Regions from separate parts of the Sus scrofa genome. Here region 1 is linked to region 2. The links are chromatin contacts, called in public HiChIP or PLAC-seq maps. All regions are on one chromosome and are shown on one strand. The core of a region is the stretch at or near the end of the contact, and the rest is flanking DNA. Distances in the headings are between cores, read along the strand shown.

What was found. HiChIP or PLAC-seq counts read pairs in DNA pulled down with a chosen protein or histone mark.
Region 1: an H3K27ac HiChIP or PLAC-seq map of alveolar macrophages shows a contact between it and region 2. The contact joins two enhancer-like sites. A contact is called at or near these places in 1 of 47 Hi-C or Micro-C datasets (embryonic fibroblasts) and 1 of 2 datasets of contacts at active chromatin or transcription factors (alveolar macrophages).

The regions. Positions count from the first base shown.
Region 1 is chr15:56,095,747-56,101,429 of Sscrofa11.1, forward strand. It overlaps ERI1 (3'-5' exoribonuclease 1), which reads right to left. Exons shown (of 7, transcript XM_021075032.1): 7 at 1-4,179. The coding sequence ends at 3,937. Among named protein-coding and RNA genes, the nearest start is that of ERI1, 25 kb to the right of the region's middle. Within about 2 kb of position 3,950, at least 5 of the 83 cell types and tissues checked have an H3K27ac peak or open chromatin away from gene starts, as enhancers often do. A contact at or near this core is called in alveolar macrophages, where this site is marked.
Region 2 is chr15:55,564,074-55,570,024 of Sscrofa11.1, forward strand. The region is part of intron 11 of TNKS (tankyrase-1); the gene reads right to left. Among named protein-coding and RNA genes, the nearest start is that of DUSP4, 76 kb to the left of the region's middle. Within about 2 kb of position 2,973, at least 9 of the 83 cell types and tissues checked have an H3K27ac peak or open chromatin away from gene starts, as enhancers often do. A contact at or near this core is called in alveolar macrophages, where this site is marked.

The DNA.
Region 1 (5,683 bases), core at 2,700-5,199, 530 kb after region 2:
GAACACGAGGCTCAGATCCCACGTTGCTGTGGCTCTGTTGTAGGCCGGCGGCTACAGCTCTGATTAGATCCCTAGCCTGGGAACCTCCATATGCCACAGAAGTGGCCCTAGAAAAGGCAAAAAGACAAAAAAAAAAGAACATTAAAAATTCATGGGAACAGGTCAAAGTAGCAACATTCACAGAAATTTGTAAGAAGTTTATTCCAACTCCCAAAGATAACTTTGAAGGGTTCAAGACTTCAGTGGAGGAAGTAACTGCAGACGTAGTGGAAATAGCAAGAAAACTAGAATCAGAAATGGAGCCTAAAGATGTGAATGAATTGCTGAAACCTCATGATGAAAACCAATGGATGAGAAGCTGCTTTGTACAGATGAGCAAAGAAAGTGGTTTCTTGAGACAGAATCTACTCCTGTTGAAAATGCCATGAAGATTGTTGAAATGACAATAAGGATTTAGAGTATTACAATTAGCTGATAAAGCAGTGACAGGGTTTGAGAGGACTGATTCCAGTTTTGAAAGGTAGATAAAATGCTACCAAACAGGACTGCATGCTATGGCGAAATTGTGAAAACAGGAGTCAATCAATGTGGCAAACTTTCATTGCTGTCTTAAGAAACTGTCACAGCCACTTTAACCTTCACCAACTACCACCCTGATCAGTCAGCAGCCATCAACATCAAGGAAGGATCCTCCACTAGCAAAAAAAATTACAACTCACTGAAGGCTCAGATGACGTTAGAATTTTTTAGCTTTAATAAAAGTTTTTTTTAGGGCTGCACCCATGGCATATGGAGGTTCCCAGGCTAGGGGCTGAATCAGAGCTGCAGCTGCCAGCCTACACCACAACCACAGCAATGCCAGATCCTTAACCTACTAAGCAAGTCCCAGGAATCGAACCTGTGTCCTCATGGATACTAGTCAGATTCATTTCCACTGAGCCATGACGGGAACTCCAATGAAAGTATTTTTTAATTAAGGTATGTACATTTTTTAGACATAATGCTACTGCACACTAAACTACAGTATAATGTTAATACACCAAAAAATTCATGTGACTCACTTTATCATAATCACTTTATTGTAGTGGTCTGGAACCAAACCTACAACATCTCTGAGGTATAACTGTACATATTCTTCTCAAGCACACAAGGAACATTCTTAGGATAGATCATATGTGAGGTCACAAAATAAATCACAACAAATTTAAGACAACAGAAACCACATCAATTATCTTTTCTAACTGCAATCATATAAAACTAGAAATCGATAAAAGGAAAGGAAGAAAGTTCATAAATATGTGGAAATTACACAACACACTTCTGAGCTAACTAATGGGTCAAAGGAGAAGTCAAAAATGAACTCTCAAAAGAGTACTTTTATACCCTGAAACAAACAAAAATGGTACACACACACACACACACACAGAGGAATTTATTTAGCCATAAAAAAATGAAGGATATCCTACCATTTGTGACAATGTGGATGAACCTGGAGGTGTAAATGAAATAAGCCAGATGAAGAAAACAAATACTGTATGGTATCACTTACATGTGGAATCTAGAGGAAAAAGAAAAAAAAAGCAATTTCACAGAAACAATAGAACATCTGTTGCCAAAGGGTGGGGATGGTAGAAATGGGGCAATGTAGGTCAAAGGATACACATTTTCAGTTTTACAATGAATAATCTCTGAGAATGTAATGTACAGTATTGTGACTATAGTTAATTTGGTACTGTATACCTGAAAGCTGCCGAGAGTAGACCTCAAGCATTCTGACCATCAAACAAAAACAAACAAACAAAAAAAAAAAAGAAGCAGCTAACTACATGAGGTGATGTGTTAATTATCTTGACCTTGGTACCATTCCACGATATCTATCAAATTATCACATTTATACTTAAATATATACATATCTGCTAATTATTCCTCAGTAAAGTTTAAAAAAATTAGTACAGTAAAGCATCACAAGACATTTGGTTGAGCCAAGAGGATAATGAACGCTTATAATGTTGAAGATCTTAAAAAGACATATAAAACGAGCTTGTTGGTACTTGGCAACAAGAAAAATAGGCAAAAAGATTAGCAGCTTAACTTAAAAACAAAGGAAGAGGGCAATGTAATATTCCCATTTGTAAAATTGTAATATTGCAATTTTTTGCTATTGTGAGTAGCTCTGGAAGCTGCAGCATGAATTTGAATTCTATGGTAAGAAAGCTATGTGGAAAAATCCCCCAAGGAGTGTGAGTGGATCCACACCTTGGTAATGATTTGTTGTTCTCTACTACTTGGCCCTGGCACAGTAACTCAGAATTTAAAGGACCTGCTTTAAAATGTCAAGTAATACTTTATGGTATATCGTACTATGCTATTAGAGAGTCACAAAAATCTTCAGCCTATATCCACTTCACCCCTAGAGTTTATTGTGTAAACCTAAAACATCTAGATTTCCTGGTTTTACTATAATCTGTATCTAAGTTTGTCTAAGGGCATTGTATATTCTTGTACCTTCTGTTATCCACTTGTTATTCATTATGATGCTGATTCTACAACTGTTGCTTAACAGCAGAAATTCACTCTTTCAAGCAAAAAGCCTATAGCACTGTGTGGAGAATTCTCATACCAAGAAAAATGCCTACTTTTATCCTATGCATCTGTGTTGGAAGACCGTATACAATTCATTTGATTATAATGCATAAACCATTAAAAAAAACTAGCATCACAAATTTGGGGGGAGGGGAGGTTAAGGAGAAAAAGATAGCTTTATTGCTTTGCCAGGCAAAAGGGGCCACAGCAGGTTAATATCTTAAAGACTGTGCCCCACATCACAATTATTATTAGAAAGTAAATGATAAGAAACAATGCCAATGAAATTGTTCCAAGAAAGCTACAGGGGGAAATCTAGTTCCAAAGATATGCATTTTTAGCTTCTAGGTAAGGAGAATTTTACTTTCTAAATTCCATAAACAACTTTTGTTCTCAGAATTAGTTAAGAATTAACTATTCAACATTTTGTGGTCACTCACTATGTAAAATCAATTTATAATAATAAAATATAAGATATAGTTTAAAAAAAAACATTGACTTTATTAGCCTCACTCTTAATGTTCATTACAAATACAAAAATTAAGTCTAACTCGAAACGTGGTCTCTTAGATTTAAGAATTAGGACAGATATATGACCTAAGAGGAAGGGGAACAACAATAAAATAAAAAACCCCACTAATCCAAAAACCCCCAATGATTTATTTATACATTATAAAGTTTAAGCTGTAGCCTTTACATTTCCTTAGATGGTATTTTCTTTTGACTTTCTATTAACCTCATGAGTACCTGCATTTCTAATGAGATCCTATAATCTATCACAGGTCTTTCAATTATGAAAAAAAAAACCCACAGGCAGATATGTGTACCAAGTACTTTATGAAATTCACCACTCGCAGCTGACCTTCACAAAGAAACTCCAAAAACCAAAAAGACTATGATACTCTTAAAAACCAAAGGCTATATAGGGCCTATCTTTCCCATCTTTTCTGTATTTTAAGAAATAATCTGATCTAATGCTGTTAATGTAGAAATACATTTTACATATTTTAACATCAATAAGAAATGACATTCAAGGGGAGAGCCAACATTTTAAAACCAAAAAGAACACATCTTGGACACCTTAAATTACAAATTCAGTTCTAAGCAGGAACTGCTACTGTGTAACAAATACTGCTCATATCAAAAGTGCTGATGACAAAAAATTCAATATGCCCTCCCCACAGAACTGTTCACATATATATGCATCTATCTATAACTGAAATAAGATTTTAAATGTTTAAGGTGCTTAAGTTTTGCACTGCAGGACTAATTCAATAAGTATTCATCTGCTACCTCTTTGGTAGCAGCTCCAGTTAGAGTGAATGATCCACGGGCAAAAGAGCAAAAGTGCTGTTATTTTCTGGAATGGGGCATTTGTGGAGCTGGGGTGCCCTCTATTGGTAGCGAAGAGGACACACTCATTAGCTGTCCTGCATGCATTTTCTCATTAACCCGGAGTTCACACCCATCCTGAAGCATTCGAACAGCTATTCGGGCAATGTTCTTAGAGTCATCAAGACCACTGTGAGGTCGCCCATCATAATCCATTCCGAGTTTTTCAAGCATTATTGTTAGCTTGGTTTGGCTTCTAGGAACCTGAAAAATAAACAAACAGCTTAGAAAATAATTCGATACTATTCTGCATGTCACTGTGAAGTGGAAAAAGAAGTTGCAAATTAATAGTAATAGCTAAATAAAGTTAGGCAAAGGACAAACACTCTGGGTTAAATGAAGCAAATAAAGAGCAAACCTTCAGAGCTTTTTTTTTTTTTTTTTTTTTTTTGTCTTTTGTCTTTTTTGTTGTTGTTGTTGTTGTTGCTATTTCTCAGAGCTTTTTAAAAATACATTAGAATTTTACCAAAAAAAAAAAAAAAAAAAAAGGAGTTCCCATCGTGGCGCAGTGGTTAACAAACCCGACTAGGAACCATGAGGTTGCAGGTTCGATCCCTAGCCTCGCTCAGTGGGTTAAGGAACCGGCGATGCCATGAGCCGTGGTGTAGGTCGCAGACATGGCTTGGATCTGGCGTTGCTGTGGCTGTGGCATAGGCTGGCAGCTACAGCTCCGATTAGACCCCTAGCCTGGGAACCTCCATATGCTGCGGGAAGCAGCCCTAGAAAAGACAAAAAAAAAAAAAAAGAATTTTAGATAAAAATACACAACACAGATGGAATCCTTAAGACATCTAAAAAGTCTACAGTTTTGTAATTTAATGAATAATTTATGAAAAGAAATGATTGTTCTGAACATCTACCATTTTAACCCAAACTAATTCTTTTGAATGGCATTTTTCCATAATGTATTATTTTACTTGACTGACTCCTTAGATACAGTGAAAGAATATCTGGCTTTTCTAGATGACTAAAGGTAATAAAGGTCCAGAATGAAAGAGAACATATGCTATTTTAGACCTATTTAAATACTTGCTCCATTTTGATAAATATAAAAATCTCAGACACTCCCCAAATTCCAACATGTCCTCCACTTTTGAGAACCACTACTTTGTCTTCTGTATATCCCTACCAGGAAGAAAATTTGATAAGTTTGACATGATGTGGTTGTATATAGCTGGCTTTGTCACCTATGCATCTTAGAGCCACTGTAAAATGACAGTAATAGTTATACTGTTTACTCACTGGGCTACTGGGAGAATCACAGAGCAAATGACATAAAAGCACCAAGATAAACATCAACGATTATCCTAAGCTGCAATACTGCCAATGCATCCTGAGCCTTCCACTAAACATCATCCAGAAAATGCACTTCTAAAAGTACCTTTTCTAACACACTGAATAACTTGAAATGGACTATTCCTAGAAACACACAACCTATCCTATGAATAGAAGAAATCCAAATGACTAATAATCATAGGGAAAAGACCTCAATTTCATGCATAATTAGACAAATGCAAATTAGAACCTCAATGAGATGGCAATATACATACATCTACAAACATTTCAAATGTATGGTAATACCAGATGCTGACAAAAACATGGAGCAATTGTAAACTCATAGACACTTCTTGTGAGAGTATAAATTGGTACAACCACTTTGGAAAACTACTTTTGCATTATCATGTAATGTCAATGTGGTACATATCCT
Region 2 (5,951 bases), core at 1,723-4,222:
ATGAATCTGAAACAGGTCTATGTCCTGGCAGACAGAGACTATAACCTAGGGAACAGGTGGCAAGCATACTATAACTTTTTTAGCTTGGAGTTAAGAAACATCTCATTATCATCCCTTTTTACAAAAATCTTAATAAGCTAATTTTGTTGAATATTGCTAAATGGTTATGCCAACTATTATACATATACCTTGAGTCTACATTTCTGTAATTGTTTTTTTAAGAGAAAGTAGTTTCCTAGGAAGTTATCTATTTTCCTAAAGCAAGATTATGTTCATGCCATTTGCCTATTCAAAAATTTCCTATGAGAACAGAACCAAAGCTCTCCAATGAGACCCTTTTTTGTACTCACTGGACTGACTAATCACAACTTCTGACTAACAAGCAAACTCTTTTGCCTTCCTGACTATTTGAAATATATTCTTTGTATTTTATCTATTTAAAAATATCTAATTCTTGGGCCTGCCTAGCTGAAATTCTGTTTTCTTCATAAAATTTCTCTAATCTCTCCCCCAGCCTGGCACCACCAATGGAAGAAACTGTTCTTTCCTCTGAATAGCAATCTACCTGTCCTTCTCTTAGACTACTTTTCCAATTTGTAAAACAGACATTCAAGTGGACTGTATTAGACAAAATTATTTTAGATTTTAAGACCTTTTAGAGAAGAATCCTAATAAATTCAAACTTCATATATACTCCACAAGAGTAAGTTCAATGCCTTATACAGTGAGTGTCTGAAAATGGCTGGTAAATGGATGTCCTGTTAGAATGACAAATCAGTACATTCTGGTAATAAAAAGTTAAATGCCAGTGTTGATAGAACTGTTTAATATTGAAAATAACTGGTTCACTTTATCTGTAATAAAAGCATAATTTAATTTGACTCTAAAGTTTTCACAGATATATTTATAGGCCATTGTAATCCATGGTGAGATATACATAGTTAAAAGCACCTCCTCTGAGGAATAAAAGAGACAAAATGATCACAAATTTAATTCCTAGCTGGAATTCTTTTTTTTTTTTGCTATTTCTTGGGTCGCTCCTGCGGCATCTGGAGGTTCCCAGGCTAGGGGTCTAATCAGAGCCATAGCCACCAGCCTACGCCAGAGCCTCAGCAACGCAGGACCCGAGCCGCGTCTGCAACCTACACCACAGCTCACGGCAACACCGGATCCTTAACCCACTGAGCAAGGGCAGGGACTGAACCTGCAACCTCATGGTTCCTAGTCGGATTTGTTAACCACTGCGCCACGACGGGAACTCCCCTAGCTGGAATTCTGCTATGGTAATTAATATTTCACTTTAATATGTTTTTAATCCTTTAATGTGTTATGAACCCACCACAGAGTATAGAATTTGTCTAAGAAGTTAAATTTTAATGTAATTTGAGCGACATGAAACTAGATTAATGTTTACTAGCCAAACTTGAGTATATTACTATTTGTAAACCTTCAACATTCATGTGGAATTTTAAAAGGAACAATCAAGTTCTCTGAAAAGAGGTCTATATTACATTATAATGGTATATCTTTCTTTGCTTTATTAAAGGGGTGCTGCTCACCTAGCCCACATGCCTTAACTGTCAGAGAAATAACTCACTGAACATAACTGATTAGTCTGGAGGGGCCAGGCCCAGGGCTGTGCTGAACAGACTGAAGTCTTATTCCTGCTCTCCCTTTCTCATCCCTGAGGCTTGGGAGAGATGGCAGCTGCACATGGTATATTTCTAAGCCAAAGACTTACCAAGCAGGGGCTGCCATAGAGAAGTAAAACAGAAAAATACAGTATAAAAAGAAGAATGAAGCAGATGAACAAAGACTGGCAGAGAAAAGAAAGCTATGCAATCTCAGAAGAGAAAGAGACAGATGAAGAAAGAAAATGTGAGCCAAGGTGACTACCGGTTTCCAAATTCCTGAACTTCAGCTCTAATTCCTACAGATTATTTCTTTGGGATTAAGCATATGTTTTCCCACAGAAGTAATCAGCATACTTTTATATAACTAAGTTTAAAACAAATTTCCACTTGTGCCTAATGAAGATTCAGTAGATGTAACTAAACAGTAACTAAAATGTCTCTGAGACACTGGCCCCTCTGGACCTCATTTTGATATGATCAAACCTTGGATATTAAATGAACTATAAAAGCTACTTTGGATCTATATCTTTAAAAGCCACTTTAACACCTTTGGGCTAACAGAATCTGCTTATCAAGCCACCTCTAGAAGAGCATTAATAAAATCCTTTTAATAAGCTAACACATTTCTCCAAAGTGAGCAAAGATTCTTGATCACTCCCAATGTGAGAAATAAGCCCATTAAATGCCAATTACTATTGACACAATTTCTTCTTCCATACAGTATAAATAAATCTGTCAAATTAAGACATATGAACATCAAGAAAATTTCTTCATGTTCCACACATTTAACAGATGTTCACTAATGACAAAACAGCAGTGTTTTCATGTATGAAAATAAAAGCACCTCTGAATTAAACCTTTTGTTTCTAGGTATTAATAATACTATATGTAATTAGTATTAGGGCTTAAGTTCTATTTAATAATGGTAGCAGACAAGGCAGTGGTAACAGAATGCAGAATGCCAAGGGAGACTAACAATAAAAAAGGATAAAATCTTCATGTCTCTCCCATTTAGGCTTTACATTATCTTGCAAAGCAGGGAGTTGGTAGAGATTGTTTTTCATAACCATCCTTTCCTTACTCTAGTCATCTGTTTTTTACCCTTTTGCTGAATATTGCCTGCTTGCCTCTCTGGATTCATATCCATCCTCCACCCTGCTCTGTGTCCTAGGAAAGTCACTTGTATGTATCACATCAATGGACTCTCGTCTTTAACTTTTTGTTGTACTTGGCCAGTGTGAAGTGATGACAAGAGGACTGCTGGGAAGGAGAAGAGTGAGGAGTAATAGATTGGACACACCCTTTTTATCAAAGGCTCCAAACGCTGTCAGGTGGCCTTCTCCATACAGCTTCCCCGTTCCTTGGCCCATCATGCCCAGGGATGATGATAGCTCCCCATTAGCTGCTGGTATTACCTCATCCGTTGCTGATTTCCTTAAACCTTGCTTACACTTTTGTACATAATTCCTTTATGAAATAAACCTTCCTCAAATCACCCACTCTGAGTGTGCTGTTTACTGCCAAGATCTTAACTAATAAAATTCTCTATATCTGTATATTTGGAATCCCTCCTTCAAAAGCTCCCAAAGCCCTTATGTGAAAATTGCAAAATTAAACGGATTGTCTCCCTTGATGTCTCTCTGTGGCACTAATCACCCATTCCTTCTTCATACTCCCATTGCACTCAATGGACATTGTGAAAGGCCTTTCAGTTTCCTTTTCCCACTAACTGTTCCAAAAACAGGAGTAATCCTCAAAGGTTCTTTTCTTAACTCTCCTCTCTCCATATTCTCTACCAGGAACCTTCCTCGCTGCCACAATGTATGATCACTATGTCAATGGCTTCCCAACAGACCTTTCTAATCCTAAACTCTCTTTCATACTCAAGTGCCATACTTCCAACAGCCAGTTTTATCCAAATGTCACTCTTTCATGTCAGCTACAAGTATAACATCATTACTAAGTCATAGGAAACCAGTATTTCTTTCTAGCTTTCTCACTTCCTTAACTGTACCACCATTTTCTAAGTCCATTCTAACACCCAGTTCATTTCCAAGGAATATAATTATTTTCTCATAAATGGCTTTCGTCTTTCTCTTCCTATTTCATTACTGCCACTAAATTGGTTCAGGATTAGCTTTGGGTTAATAACTGCATTAACTTCTAAATTGGTATTTCCCATAGTATTCAGCAAACAATCTTTATTATTTTACCTCTCAATGCTGAGTCAGTGAATTAAAATAAACTATAAAGGTCATACAACTAGAAAGTGGAGGATTCTAAACTGAAAAGTATACCTATCCATGTTATATACACAATACGCTTAATTTAACATAACAATGAACATGAACTATGTACTTATCAACAAACTTTACACAAAAGAATGTTTTGGCTTATATAAATACTACTAAGTTCTAACCATCTAAGTAAGACAAATTAGCTAATGGTATCAGATCTCCCTACCAAATTCTCTGCCTTTTCTAATTTAACAGTCTTAGCTTGAGAACTAGATTCATCACGAGGAGGGGAAAGATAGCAGAATGGTGGAAGCAGAGTAAGAGGGCTGAATCCTAACTCAAGGGTGGTGCTTCTTGTTCAAAAGGTGCTTTTAGAATCAAACGGAAACGAGGAGTCATTCAAAAATGAAACTGAAACCATTAAGTTCCCCAGAAAGAACACTAGGCAAGCAACCACTAGGCCCCAACAGGTGCTAAGTTGGATTTGTACAGCAAGATTTTATTAATGCATTTGTCAGTCACCAGATAAACCAACCCTGGGGGAGAGCGGTCTGCCTTGGAACCAGGGAATGAGTGAATGGGAAGATGGAAATTGGAAACTGGGATTGGTATTGGCATCTGATTAAATACATTTTTTTCCCATTTTAAATTACCTAATCGCGGGAGTTCTCAATTTGAATGTAGTGAAAGGACTAGGGAAGATATAGTAGTTCAAAAGTCATTCTAGTCTATGGCCATACCACCCTGAACACACCTGATCGCATCTAAAAGTCATTCTATTCACTGGCAGGGTGTTTAAAATTATACATGCCCCATTGATGAACTGCGACGTTACTGATGAGAATGTACTGTGAACAGGAAGGGCAGAAAAAGATTTAGAACCAAAGAGCTAGAGTAATGCTGACTAGGACAGGTTATATAAAATAATGTTATTTTTCATTGAACCTTCATGAAATAAAATGACTCATGGGAGACAACAAATGGATACTTTCCCAAAATGAAGGGCATTATTCATGGTTGTTCAAGAACATTATAAATGCCATAAGATATTTAAAAAAAATAGGTCAACGATAAACATATGATGCTCTTAAGTGTAGCAGAGAGCCCACTTAGCTTATTATTTCTTGCTTGACAGAGCAACTAGACATTATTTATATAACAATGCAGTAGCTGTACCCTCAAAATATGTAATAAATCTGTAGAACTCTGTTCCTTTTATTCCAGCTCATCCTGATTGTTTAATTAAAATCATCAATTGTCCTTTCAAAGTAAGGATATCCAAATTTTTGGATCCTGCACCTTAGGAGTAAAAAAATGCTTTGAAAACCCTCTCAATGTACATTATGCTCATTTGTAAATTATAACCAAGCAGTGTTAAACTAATATATAATCAATATAGATAAAAGTTATACATAAGAAATTACAAGGGTTGGGAAAGAGATGAAACAAATACTTAAACATCTTTTAATTACCAGTGGTACAAAATATCTTTTGGCCCAATTAAAAAAAACCTTACAAAAATTTTATAAAAATTGTGATCTAGCCCCTTGACTAGTGCATTGTTAGCAAAGCCTTCTAAATCACAAGGCTCATTTTTTTTTTTTGTCTTTTTTGCTATTTCTTGGGCCGCTCCCGCGGCATATGGAGGTTCCCAGGCTAGGGGTCGAATCGGAGCTGTAGCCACCGGCCTACGCCAGAGCCTCAGCAACGCAGGATCCGAGCCGCGTCTGCAACCTACACAACAGCTCACGGCAACGCCGGATCGTCAACCCACTGAGCAAGGGCAGGGACCGAACCCGCAACCTCATGGTTTCTAGTCGGATTCGTTAACCACTGCACCACGACGGGAACTCCACAAGGCTCATTCTTAATGTAACTTACTAATTATGTTAAGGTTTTAACTGGATTCTGCTAGTGAAATTGCATCTATTTGATTCTTGCAAACTTATTATGAGGTATTAACATTAAAATGCTTATTTGTTTGTATTGGCTGCACCCATGGCATACAGACTTTCCCAGGCCAGGGACTGAACCTGCGCCATAGCAATGACCCAAGCCACTGCAGTGACAATGCCAGATC